2 separate regions of the Sus scrofa genome follow, and region 2 is linked to region 1. The links are chromatin contacts, called in public HiChIP or PLAC-seq maps. All regions are on one chromosome and are shown on one strand. The core of a region is the stretch at or near the end of the contact, and the rest is flanking DNA. Distances in the headings are between cores, read along the strand shown. Region 1 overlaps PRPF40B (pre-mRNA-processing factor 40 homolog B). Region 2 holds the start of TMBIM6 (transmembrane BAX inhibitor motif containing 6).

The links. HiChIP or PLAC-seq counts read pairs in DNA pulled down with a chosen protein or histone mark.
Region 2: an H3K27ac HiChIP or PLAC-seq map of alveolar macrophages shows a contact between it and region 1. The contact joins the promoter of TMBIM6 here to the enhancer-like site in region 1. A contact is called at or near these places in 1 of 5 promoter capture datasets (fetal skeletal muscle), 3 of 47 Hi-C or Micro-C datasets (embryonic fibroblasts, fibroblasts and retroperitoneal adipose tissue) and 2 of 2 datasets of contacts at active chromatin or transcription factors (alveolar macrophages and skeletal muscle).

What each region holds. Positions count from the first base shown.
Region 1 is chr5:15,589,059-15,595,426 of Sscrofa11.1, forward strand. PRPF40B (pre-mRNA-processing factor 40 homolog B) reads left to right here. Exons shown (of 25, transcript XM_021091619.1): 19 at 572-688; 20 at 906-1,043; 21 at 1,252-1,347; 22 at 1,602-1,688; 23 at 1,905-2,082; 24 at 2,344-2,662; 25 at 2,763-4,082. The coding sequence ends at 2,793. FMNL3 (formin-like protein 3) reads right to left here. Exons shown (of 25, transcript XM_021091615.1): 22 at 6,131-6,232; 23 at 5,692-5,784; 24 at 5,293-5,416; 25 at 3,607-4,527. The coding sequence ends at 4,439. Among named protein-coding and RNA genes, the nearest start is that of FAM186B, 22 kb to the left of the region's middle. Within about 2 kb of position 3,418, at least 24 of the 83 cell types and tissues checked have an H3K27ac peak or open chromatin away from gene starts, as enhancers often do. A contact at or near this core is called in alveolar macrophages and retroperitoneal adipose tissue, where this site is marked.
Region 2 is chr5:15,669,903-15,676,270 of Sscrofa11.1, forward strand. TMBIM6 (transmembrane BAX inhibitor motif containing 6) reads left to right here and starts at 4,126. Exons shown (of 10, transcript NM_001005348.1): 1 at 4,126-4,210.

The DNA of each region.
Region 1 (6,368 bases), core at 2,168-4,667:
CTGTGTATTAGCCTCGAAGGCCTTGGGCAAGTGCTTTAGTTCTTCTAAACCTTGTTTTTTCCTTCCACGTAAAATTAGGAGACTAGGACCCGTGCTTCAATTCACATTTGTGAGGATTAAATGAGATAGTTGAAGCACTCAGCATGGTACCTGGGACATAGTGAGCACAGCCAAAGGGTGGAACCTGCAGATGCAAGGAAGTTACTGAGCAGTAGTTGGACCCAGCAGGCATTCAAGCTTTAAGCCAAGGGGACAGAGAATTATGAGAAACTCGGGCATCAGACAGGGCACACACACCCCTTGCACCCCCTCCCCATGACCCAGCCTCTTCCTCCCAGTTCCCTGTGACAACCAAGCCGGGGGGGCCCAGGAGGCTTAATTGTTAGATGGTGAGGACTTGGATGACTTAGCCTCCGAAGTTACATCCCAGTCCTGGGGATCCCTGCCAGGGGGTGGGAGGGGGCCACTTGAGCATCCCTGCAGTCTGACCCCTCTGCCTGCCCTGGAGGCCAGCCAGCTCCAGGCCTCAGGCCTGTGGTGTCCCCTGCTTCATGCACTGCTGTGCCCACAGGACCGGGGCTTCTGCGTGGAAGTGAACACAGCCTTTGAGGACTTCGCCCACGTCATAAGCTTTGACAAGAGGGCTGCTGCGCTGGATGCAGGCAACATCAAGCTGACTTTCAATAGTGTGAGGGGCCGCGCGGGGTGGGGCTGTAGCCAGGGCTCCGTTCTCGAACTCATCCCTCGGTCTTGTTCCATTCCTTCTCACTCACCGCCCCGGTGTGACTCTGCCCCAGTGCCGGGGATGACAGTAGGAGCCCAGACTCCAATTTCCCACCTTTTGAGGTTTGTCTGAGTGCGTGGGGGCCTGCCCTCCTGGGTGACCCTGTCCTGTCTGCCCTCAGCTGCTGGAAAAAGCAGAGGCACGGGAGAGAGAGCGGGAGAAGGAGGAGGCACGCAGGCTGCGGCGCAGGGAAGCTGCCTTTCGAAGCATGCTGAGGCAGGCTGTGCCTGCTCTGGAGCTGGGCACTGCCTGGGAAGAGGTCAGGACTGCGGCCTGGCACCACACACCACCCCCTCAGTCCTGAGGGCAGCAGTGCTTCTCCACCACTGGGGGCCCACCCCCCTCATAGCACGGCTCGGGGCCAACTCCGGCTCCCTTCCTTCCTCTGCCCCAGCCCTGCCCTGTGCTCATGGCAGCATCCATGCCGTGCTGGGGCCGGTCTGATCAGCAGTGCTCTCCTGTTCAAGGTCCGTGAGCGCTTTGTGTGCGACTCAGCCTTTGAGCAGATCACCCTGGAGTCGGAGAGGATCCGGCTCTTCCGGGAGTTCCTGCAGGTACTGGAGGTGAGCCAGAGCTTTGAGTTCTCTGCACCTGCCCCAGCTCTTCAACACCCAAGGCCAGCTTAAGGGAAATCCTGGTGACCTCCACCCTTTGGGTTCCCCTTTCTGGAACAGCCAGGGAAGGGGAGGTCTTAGGGTGCCTGGCAGAAGCCCAAGAGCTGAGCGTTCGAGGATGGGGCCAGACTAGATTTTAGGATGTAGGGTCCCTCCTGTGGCTAAACTGGTGCCTTCTTCACTCCTCCGTCTGCCTTCACCAGACTGAATGCCAGCACCTCCACACCAAAGGCCGAAAACACGGCAGAAAGAGCAAGAAGCACCATCGCAAGCGTTCGCACTCGCCTTCAGTGAGTTGGCGGGTAGAAAGGATGGGAGGTGAGGCTGGACTGTCTGGGGAAATGAGAACCCCTTTCCTTGCTTCTCCCCTACATCACCTTCCCCGGAGGGGGATCTGAGGATTCCTTTGGCCCTGGAGCCTCCTTCTCCATCCCCAGTTCCCAGCCCTGAGGGCTTCTGGAGCCCAGAGAACCTCTGTGCCAACCCACATCTGCTGCTCTCCCCAGGGCTCCGAGTCAGAAGAGGAGGAGCTGCCCCCACCATCTCTCCGGCCCCCCAGGCGGAGGCGGCGGAACCCCTCAGAGTCGGGCTCCGAGCCCTCTTCCTCACTTGATTCTGTTGAAAGTGGGGGTGCTGCCCTTGGAGGACGGGGTTCCCCATCCTCACGCCTTCTCCTTGGATCAGGTAAGGAATCGGGAGCTGGAGAGGAGGCCTTTGGGGGAGCTCCCCCGCTCCCCTGCCACCGAGGGTAGAGTGGGTTGGGAGGGCTGGGCTGCACCTGTCAGAGTGAGAACGTCCCATCCCTGCCCGGGCAGGAGACCAGGAGCAGGAAGGCGAGCTGGACTGAGACGTCCTCAGACAGGTCCCTGGCTGCGAAGAAGGAGCAGAGAACAGGACGAGGCCTCCTTCTCCCGTGGGACTTAGTGGGGATTTTTCTGTCTCCAGATCATGGTCTTCGCAAAGCCAAGAAACCAAAAAAGAAAACCAAGAAGAGAAGACACAAGTCGGTGCGTAGCGAAGGAGCGTCCGTTCACGGCCCTGCTGTGTTAGGAGACGTCTTCGCCCGCCTCCCGGCCTGTCCTTCACGGGAACTGACGAGGCGGGCTCTGGGCTCTTACAGAACAGTCCCGAGAGCGAGACAGACCCTGAGGAGAAAGCTGGCAAGGAGAGTGATGAGAAAGAACCAGAACAGGACAAGGACAGGGACCTCCGGCGGGCAGAGCTCCCTAACCGCTCCCCAGGCTTTGGAATCAAGAAGGAGAAGGTGAGAGGCAGGCGTCCGACCCCAGCCCAGTCAGCGCTCTGCCCAGGCCTCCGCAGCCCTCAGGGGAGGCCATGGGTGAGCTGTGCCTTTGCTCCACCAGACGGGCTGGGACACGTCGGAAAGTGAGCTGAGCGAGGGAGAGCTGGAAAGACGGCGGCGGACACTCCTGCAGCAACTAGATGACCACCAGTGACCCAACGAGCCCCCCTGCCCCGTCAGTGTGAGGTTGTGGCCTAGGTCACCCTCACCGTCCACTCCAGACTTCTTCCTTAGTCGGGTCTGTGTCCAGTTTTCCTCAAGTAACCCCAACCCCAACACACCGCAGCCAGCACCTCCCCAGGTTGCTCGTGGTGTTCAAGGTCCCCCACTTCCCGGACAACTAGTGCAGTCCTTGCCCTCAGCCCCAGATCAGAGATTGGTGGTGGATGCCGTGTGGGGAGGGTGGTGCCAGTAGATAAAATGTGAGGAGGGGCCTCTAGGAAGAGTGACAGGCCGGTGGACACAGCCTGGGTGGCAGAGGGCGGGGTCCCTACCCGCTAGCGTCAGTGCCTGCTCCTGCCTGCCCAGGCCCTTGGGCTTCCACCACTCCTTCCTCCAGCCCCAGGGCCTAGTGTATGTGTGTTCTGTTTTGCTTTTGTTTTTTAAATAACAGTATTTATAAAGTGACGAGTGGCTCTTTTGTCTGCACTGTGTGCTACTGGGACAGGCTGGGGACTGGACAGGTGCACACACAGCCAGCAGAGGGCACTACTGGCTCACGGCAGGCCTGCCTCCCTTTGTGTGGTTGGAGCCCACCTAGCCAAGTTCTCCCTCCCCAGGCTTCTGCTCACCTCCCCGATGCAGATGGCAGCTCTGCCCAGCCTCCTTTCTGTCCCTGGGCTCCTGTCCGGCTAAATGGCCACCTTAGCCCCCCGCCACTCAGAAAGAGGAGACAGAGTCAGGCCTGGTGTTTCAAGCCTTTGTTGAGAGAAAGAAGGTCTGGGGTTTATGTACAAGAGAGAAGGGAAATGGTACATGTACAAAAAGGAGTAGGCCCCTGTATTTCCTTCTAGGGGCTGAGAAGAAGCTGGCAGGAGACTGAGAAAATAGTCAGCTAAGACCACCATGACCCTGCCCCCTGCCCCAAAAAACTAGCCAAGGCAAGGAGGCGAGGGTGCTGTTGGCACACCCCTTCTCTGTCTTGAGGTTGGGGCAGAGAAAACTACCTCATGCCCACCTCGGCAAGGACAGGGTCAGCCTAGGATGCAAAGGGCCAAGGGCAGGGAGCGTGGCCTCTCCTCTCCCCTTATCACTAGGGCATAGCCGTATAGGCCTAGGCTTAGGAGAACCCTGCTCCTGGAAGAAGATGGTCTGAGATTAGCAGGGTCCCAGGGCTCCCTAAGCTTGGACACTTCTAGCTCACAGCTGACCACTGGGCTGCAACAAGGAAAAGGTAAAAGGAGTAATTGCTTTCCCTCTTGTTCCTCTGGCTCAAGTGATGGAGGGCCTAGGTGCCCCTGCATAGCCTAAAGCTGGAAGTGTTTTCCAGCACTGAGCTGATGCTTGAGGAAATGAAGACCTTGGGAGCAAAGTGCAGTACTGGAGGCACCAGAGAGGCGCTAGGCCCCAAAAGACCTAGTGCCCACAGTGGCGGCAAGATGCAGCTTTGAGAGCTGGTAGACACTGGGAGGAGAGCAGCAGAGCTTTCTGCTGGGCCCTTGGCCATTCCAGGGCTTCAGGTCCACTGGTTGGACCTGCAGGACTCAGAGCTGAAGTGCTTCTGCCTCCAAGAGGGTCTCAGTGAGGGCCTGGAGCCCGAGGCGGGCCAGTGGGTGGTGCAGCACTCCTGGCTTGGTGGCAGACGACAAGGGGCTGGTGGTGGAGGCCTGTGGGAAGGACAGAAGGCTGTGAACAGGCAGGGAGGCAGGGCCAGGCCCAACCTCTGTAGGCCCAGCCCCACAGGTAGGGTCAGCGAGGAGCTGGCCATGAGGCCAATGAGGGAGAAGACTAAAGAGAGGCTGGAGGGCATGGTCAGGGAGATTTCTGGCGTGGGCTCGGCATGTTCAGAGGAACAGAGGAGGGTACTGGAGGCCGGAAGACTGGATATCAGAAAACAGAGGACAAGAGTCATCTGATGCCCCTGGGTAGAAGCCCGGGCCCAGGGCATCTCAGCCTCGGCTGTCAGAGGTGGCCTGGTCCTGCCTGTTCTGGCAGCTCCCTTCCCCTGGGTCTTAGTAGAAGCCAGGACAGCATTAGTGGGAGAGAGCTCACTTCCCTGAGGGTGCATGCAGGGGGTAAGCCATGCTTCTCAGAGCATGGGGCATACAAGGGAAGAAGGACGTGTCCCCATCACCACCAGGCTGCCAGAGGATGAGTCCAAGTCATGCAGGAGAGGAGGTGCCTTTGGGCCCCCGCAAGGTGGGCATGCAGAGAGAGTGCCCGGTACCTGTCAAGAGCCCCAGCCTCGGGGGTTAACAGTTTGACTCATCATGGTGGGCTGCATCGCAGAAGAAGCGTGAGCCCCGCTTGGCAGTACGGGCCGTGAAAGGGACACTCTTCAGCACTGTGGCCCAGGAGAGAGACAGTGGTCAGGCCCCGTGGGGGTGGGGAGCTGGGCCCAGTGGCCAGGCACCAGGGAGGGCAGGCCCCACCTGTGATGATGTCCTCAATGGTACCATCCTTCCCCTCGTAAACGGGCCGGTGCTCCTTGGCCTGGCGCCGCCGCAGTTCCGCAATTAGCTCCTGCTGTTGCCACTTGTTCCGCTGGGATGGGGTCTAGGGTTGTGCATTTGAAGGGGAAAGAGGTCACCACTAACCTGTCAGGGGTTGGTTCCTGCCCCAAGACCCCCCGTCTACAGTCTGAGGACGACGCCCTTGATTGGGCCCAGCCCCCATCACTGCCTGGAATCCCCTCCCAGAGCCCCGCTCCCCATTGCTTTGGACTCCAGCATCAGGCCCTCTGGGTGGTCCCTCTCCTCTCCAGCTCTCTGCTCCACCCCCTCCTAATCCTCTGCCCTGTTCTCCAGGCCCCAGCTCTTGGTCCCACCCACCTTGGCATCCAGTTTCTTGGCTTCCTGAGCCAGCTGCTTCTCCCGCATTACCTCCTCCTGCTTCTTGCGGGCTTCATTCTCTTGTTCTGCTTCCTAAGAATCATGAAAGATGGGGGCGGGATGTGTGTGTGTGTTTGTGTGTGTATGTGGTGAGGGGAGGGGCTGACACTGAGGGTGGAGAGTGGGTGTCAGTGGGACCAGCAACCCCAGGTGGCCACGCTCTGGAGGGGCATTTCCTGGCCCAAACAATGACAGGAAGGGCCTGGGCCCCCACCCTGCCCACCAGTTCACAGCTAAGAGGCCTGTGGCCAGCTTCCCTCGCTCCCTCCCAGGACTCCAAGGAGGAGACAGAAAAGGCCCAGACTTGAAGCCCAGCCCTCTCTCCCCCTACCAGTTTTCTCTCAGCCAAAGTCCTCTTTAAGAGCCCCTCCCTGCTCACCTTGTAAGAACGAATGAATCGGACAAATACTGGGAAGAACACAGAAGGCGGCGTGGTCTTGGGACTCTCACCGAAGTAGCGCACGACTGCATTGTAGGCCTCCTGGGGGGGGGTGGGGGGGCAGAAGGGTCAGCCCGGCGGGGTGGGGAGAAGCCCAGCTCCACCAGGGACAGGAGGCCCACGGAAAGCAGCAGCCACCCCCGCAGCTGCCATGGGAGGGAAAAGAACCAGGGGCTCC
Region 2 (6,368 bases), core at 2,876-5,375, 82 kb after region 1:
TCATGGCTACTAGTTGGGTTCTTAACCCACTAAGCCACGATGGAACTCCCTCAGTTCATCTGTTGATTGGCGCTTATGTTGCTTCCATATCTTAGCTATTGTAAATAATGCAGCTATGAATATTGGGGTGCATGTATCTTTTCAAATTAGGGTTTTCATCTTTTCCAGATATATGTTTGTGAATGAGATTGCTGGATCATATGGTAACTCTATTTGTAGTTTTTTATGGATCCATAGTGTTTTCCACTGTTTTCCATTGTGGCTGCACCAACTTACATTCTCACCAATAGTGTACAAGGGCTCCCTTTCCTCCACACCTCTCCAGCATTTATTATTTGTAGACACTTTGATGATAGCAGTTCAGATTTGTGAGAGGTGATACCCTCACTGTGGGTTTGATTTGCATTTCTCTAATAATTAGTGACACTGAACATCTTTTCATGTGCCTGTTGGCCATCTGTATGTCTTCTTCAGAGAAACGTCTATTTAGGTTTTTCTGCCCATTTTTTGATTGGTTGCCTAGTAACACTGTAAATACGATGCCAAGGGTCTTTGGAATCTGTATTCTTGTTCTTATAGTTCCCTTATACTGTTTATTTATTCCTGGTTATATCAGTACTCATGACACCACATTATCTACCATGTCTCCCATGACTCTCTCAAAAACTATTACTGTGCTTTGTTGATGATGACCAAAAACGCAAGTCCTTGCCTGATGGGAGAGGGAGGGAGTGGGAGGGATCGGGAGCTTGGGGTTCTCAGACACAACTTAGAATAGATTTACAAGGAGATCCTGCTGAGTAGCATTGAGAACTATGTCTAGATACTCATGTTGCAACAGAACAAAGGGTGGGGGAAAAAAAATGTAATGTATACGTGTAAGGATAACTTGATCCCCTTGCTGTACAGTGGGGGGAAAAAAAAACGCAAGTCTTACCCAGACTCTTATGGAAATTTGAACAATAATTTGTTTTATGATCATGTTAAATTTTCATTCAGGATTTTACTTTATCTTTTATTCAGAATTTTATACCCTAACCATAGAACAACACCTCTTCTAACCATGTCTTCTCTTACACTGTTTAAGCCACTGTCATGGCATTCCCAGCTCATGACCCCGTTCAGTGTTGACCACAGCCCTACTTTCCACACATCACGGATAGAACCAGAGGGCTGATGCCGTTTGTACACACCTCATTCGGCATGACTTAAGACTGACATATGAGAGAACATTCTATTCCCACATCATTCAGAAGCAAAAGAGGACATTAGTTGGGAAGAGCCTGCTGGCACGGTGGAACAACAGTCTCAAAAGCACCCAGGAATGGTCTTGGAGCAGAAAAGTGTGTCTGCTCCCGGAGGACTGCCTGCCATATGCTCTAGAATCTTTGGAGGAGATGGAGTAACTGCCCTGGGTGCCAGTGGTGGGGTGGACGGGGGTGGGGGTTGTGTGTGGTGATATATGGGATAAAAGATGCTTGCTATTACTCTGTTGTCCTCTGGTGCTTTAGACCACACACAGCTCCACAATCAGAACAGACAGGAGAGGATCAATACAGTGATCCATACACACAACTCAAGCCCAAGGGTTAGTAAAGGACTGTTGACTGTTGGTAGCCCAGAGACCTGAGCTCATCTTGTCTGACCTCCAAGTAGGCATTTCGGCATGATCCTGGAGACCCAGTCTCATGCAGTTCCACAAAAGAAATACTGTACTGGCTAGCAAGAGTGATCAGGGCACTAGGATGTTGTCATGAAATTGAGACTTGATCACAGGGCCTTGGGGTAATTCCATAGACATGAGTTCCAGAATTCTTCAAGCATCCTAGAAGTGGAGAATCCCATGAAGGGGAAAAACTGGAACAAAGACTCATGTATAACCTGGTCTGCGCTGAGCTTTGATGGCCTAGGTTTGTTATATGTACATAAGGGAGACTTAGAAAATTTCCAAGAAGGCCCTCAAACCATGAGGCCCTCTGAGGCACAGGAACCAGGTCAGGGGTTTGGGAATAAGGGTATTATTGTAAGGAAGTGATTGCTATGCAACTTATGAGGATGAGTTGTAAAAAGAGCTTCCATCTAGTTCTCTCTGCCACTGGGATTGCTCACTCTGGATTAAGCTAATCCTCATGCTGTGAGGACATTCAAACAGCCCTCTGGAGGAGCCCATCTGGAGAGGACCTAAGGCTTCCTACCAACAGCCAGCACCAAATTGTCAGCCATACCTTGGAAGTAACTCCTCTAGCTCCAGTCAAGCCTTTGGATGACTGGATCCTGGGCCGACATCTCACTGCAACCTCACAAGAGACCCTGAGTCAGAAACGGTGTAATCTGTCATCAATGAATGAATAACCTATTTCAGTCAACACTGTACGGCCAAATTCTTAGCAACCTCTTGTTCTAGGTGGAGAATTCAATACAGGTTGACAAACAGTTTCTTGTGCCTTAAGTATGGTGTGGAAATAGCTACTGCTGTACGTGAAAAGGGCCATACCAGTACCAAGGTAAAAAACCAGTTCACAGCCCATGTGAACTGATGACCAGGAACCAGACAGGCCCTGTTCTCAAACACTTTAGCCTCAGAAATGTGGCAGAAATTAGGGTAGAGTAGGGAGAAACACCTCAAGGAAGACTGATGATATATTTTCTCCCACTCCAGTGGAAGATTCAGAGTAAACACTAGATTGCACTAGTAAACACTAGATTGCACTACAGAAAAATGTTTACTGCAGATCTGAATGTGTACTGGGAATCATACCCTGCACATTTGTATTCTTTATGGAAAAGATGGCTAGTCTATCCATCTAGAAAGCAGTTTCTTGAATCCTGCATTTTGATTTGATCAAATGCTTAGTCTAAATTTCTTCCCTTATTTTGCCAGAACCTTTTCTGTCCATGGTCTTGTTTCCTCATTTGCTGTTTTGTGCAGCTGGAAACATCTACAGTTGTATGGCTGTATTTAAGAAAAAGAATACAAAATTATGTAATAAAATCAGTATTTAGAGTAAGAAAATAAAACATTACAGGTTTTAAAAAATTTTTAATTTTTAAAATTGAAAATTTTTTTAATAGTGATCCATTACAGATTTTAAAATGCTGACAAAATACAAATATCACACAACCCCACAAAACCACATTATTATTAACTGCCTGTTAACCACTATAAGCTCTTTTTTCTTTTTTTTTTTTTTTTTTGGCTGCATACGCTTTGCCTCTTCGTATGACCATGCTGTATTATTTATATAGAGATGTTAGATAAATTAGCAAAAAAGTTTTGGAAAAAAAATTTGACAGTGTAGAAACGTTTTTTAAGCAGCTTCACAACTCCTTACTCTCAGTTCTTCTGTAAGTGTTGCTTCTTGGAGACACGTCCCAAGGCGCTCCAGCCCTTTTTCTCCCTTGGCTTAGTTTCCTCAGAGCTGCTGGGGCAGCTCAGCCAGATAGCTGCCCTACTCACCCCACTACTACCGCCTTCCCCAGAGCAAAGTGGATGAGGAGGTGGCAGCCCACTGGCCCCGCCCACGACTCCAGGACCACAATCTGGGCCAAGAGGGTGACCTCCAGGAGTACATTCGTCTGATGCAGGACTGGGGCTGCTAATTCCTCCTCCCCCCGTTCCTGAGAAATTCTCTGAGCCTTCAAAGATGTTCTGAAGTTTAAGCTTCACAAGGTTCACGGTAAATTGAGAATTTACCGTGAAGCATTCCCTATGAGAATGCTTTTCTATGTGTTCTCTGAATCTCTTTCCCCTTTTAGCATTCTACGACAAGCATAAAACCCAAATCCCAGGACTTTGCAGAGCTATTCCATCGCTTGTGGTGGAGGCTGCATTACTTGCCTTATGCCTTGGGTGGGGCCTCCCCTCTTCTCTTTGTCCACTAGAGGCGACTTCGGACTACGACCCTGCCTTACTATGCTGGAAGAAGGCGGAGGTCTTTTGCTACGCGCTGTTTGGCTGCCAGAGTCTTGATCGACAAGGGCGTTAAGCAAATGGCTCTGAAGTAAGCAGCCGTTGTTTATGCACCTACAGCCAACAGAAAGGCAGAAGAGCAACCATGGCCAATCAGGACTGGCCTCAAGCGGAACTCGGGGGCGGGGCTTCCCTCGAGGGGCGGACGCAAGGTAAAGAGTCTGGAGCGGACCCTGGGAGAGTCAGAAGCACATCCGGTGTTAGAGGAGCTGTGTGAGCTCTTGAGAAGCGGGTTAGAAGGTACGTCTGAAGCTAGGACTGCGCAAGCCTGGATTGAGAAATGGAAAGGGGATTAGTTACTTCTTGAGCAAGAGTGGGAGTAGTTTCCGTTTTCAGACGGACCGCACCCTGGAGGAACTGGGCCCTGCTGGGCGGCGGGACTCCGGAAAGCTAGGCTGGGAGGGGAGGAGTTGGGGAACTAGTACCGCGCAGGCGCAACTGTACCGGAGTGGGGGAGGGGCGGGGCGAGTCTGCTGGGTCTTTGGGGGTGTCGAGGCGCTCAGTCGGCTGGGGAGCGCTGGCTAAGGGCCTTTTTTGGCCGGAATTGCTTCCCCCTTAGTCCGCGTCTTTCCTCCTCCTCCGCCAAGTGTAGACTCGGAGGCTCTTTGGCCCAGGCCCAGCTTCGACCCCCTTAATTCAGGGCACGTCCCCTGCGCCTTTCTTCCGGGGAGAATGAAAGCGAAACCTCACGGGTTTGTGGTCATCCCCGCCGCTCCCGACAGATCGCTGGCCTGCTGGGGGTCCTCTGGCTGGGCCGCCTCTGGGTGAGCGGTGGGGGCCGGGACTCAGGAGGGCCTGGTCCGGCAAGCTGCCCTGTCACGGCGGAGTGGATGATGTCACACTCCTCTGTGACATGCTAGGCTCCTTCGTTACTTTGAAGCCAACAGCAGAGGCGGGAGGTGAGGAGAGACCCGGGCTAGGCCTGGCTTGCCAGGCCCGCTGGACGGCCCCGCTCTGGTCTGATTGGTTACCTTTGGACAGGTGAGGTGGCCTTGGCTTTGCTGGTCCTGAGCCCCGTGGGCGGCGTCTTTCCCAAAGTCCGGTCAGGAAAGGCGTTGTTGGGCGGTTTCTTGGACCTACTTGCTGGAGCTGTGGTATTTTCGTGTGTTTGTTAAGTGAGGAATTGCAGCCCCGTGCCAGCCAGGTTACATTGCTTGCCCCATCAACCTTTCATCGACCAAACAACAACAAAAACCTTTCTGAACTTGAGACTCTGTTTTAGCAATAGTTAACTAATGACTGTAACCTGGTGGAAGAGCTGACTGTACTTGAAACAAAGATTTCAGGTTAAAGGTTAATGGCGAATGGGCTTTTCTAGTTACTTTTTTAAAAAGTTTTATCGAATTATAGTTGATTTTAATGTGATAATTTCTACTGTACAACAAAGTGAGTCAGTCATACATATACACATACCCATTTTTTGTCAGATCCTTTTCCCAAGTAGGCTATTACAGAATATTGGATAGTCTAGTTACTTTTTGATACTTATTCAAGTTTATCTTTTGGTCAAATATGTAGTTTTAAGAATTTAGTTCAAGAAAGATCAGAGTTGCCTAACCACATTTCTTACGGCTTCTGCAAACATGCTTAGTTATGTATTAAATTTACTCTCTGGTGTTTTCTTACTCGTCCTTGTCTGGGATGTTTTATTGTTGTTCTGGCTTCAAGAATATCTTGGCATTTAGATTTTCTGCCGTTTTCCTTCGGGGTGGGGTCAGAATAGTTGAATCCTTGAGAAAGTGCAGTCTCTAGTTTGGATTCAGAATTTTCTTATTCATCTTATTGTGGAAACATGGCTTAGTACCCTCTTTCTTCCTTTCTCCTTTCCCCATTATTGATCCACTGCATTCTCACCTTCCTAAAGAATAAAATTAATCCAGATACTTAGCATTTCTGAGTTTTTTTCTAAATATGCATATGGTTCATGCTTGCTGTAGAAATGATGAAAAGTACAGAAAAAAGTATAATAGGAATCAGCGTATATTTGTTGTTGTTAAGATTTCTCTTGACCTGTAGCTGAAACTGCCTTAAGGAAAACTTGCTTTTCCACTGTAGGGTGTAATAGAAAGAGCACCCACCAGGCGTTGGAGATCAGAAGGCTGCTAAGCTGGTTCTGGCTCTCATGCTTAACTTTCTCATGTTGGTTGGTACTACCGTCCATTTAATGTCCATCATAAAATATTTGGCACTGTATAATAATCTTGCACAATTTTCTTTTTTTTTTTCTGGCTGCGGTCTGCAGTGGCTTAATGTGGGATCTCAGTTCCCAGACCAGGTATTGAACCCTGGCCACAGCAGTGCAAGTGCTGAATCCTAACCACTGGAGCACCACACAGATTTTCTTACTGACATTCAGTAAGCTTGGTAGTGCAGGTTTTAATTAATCATCGTTATATTA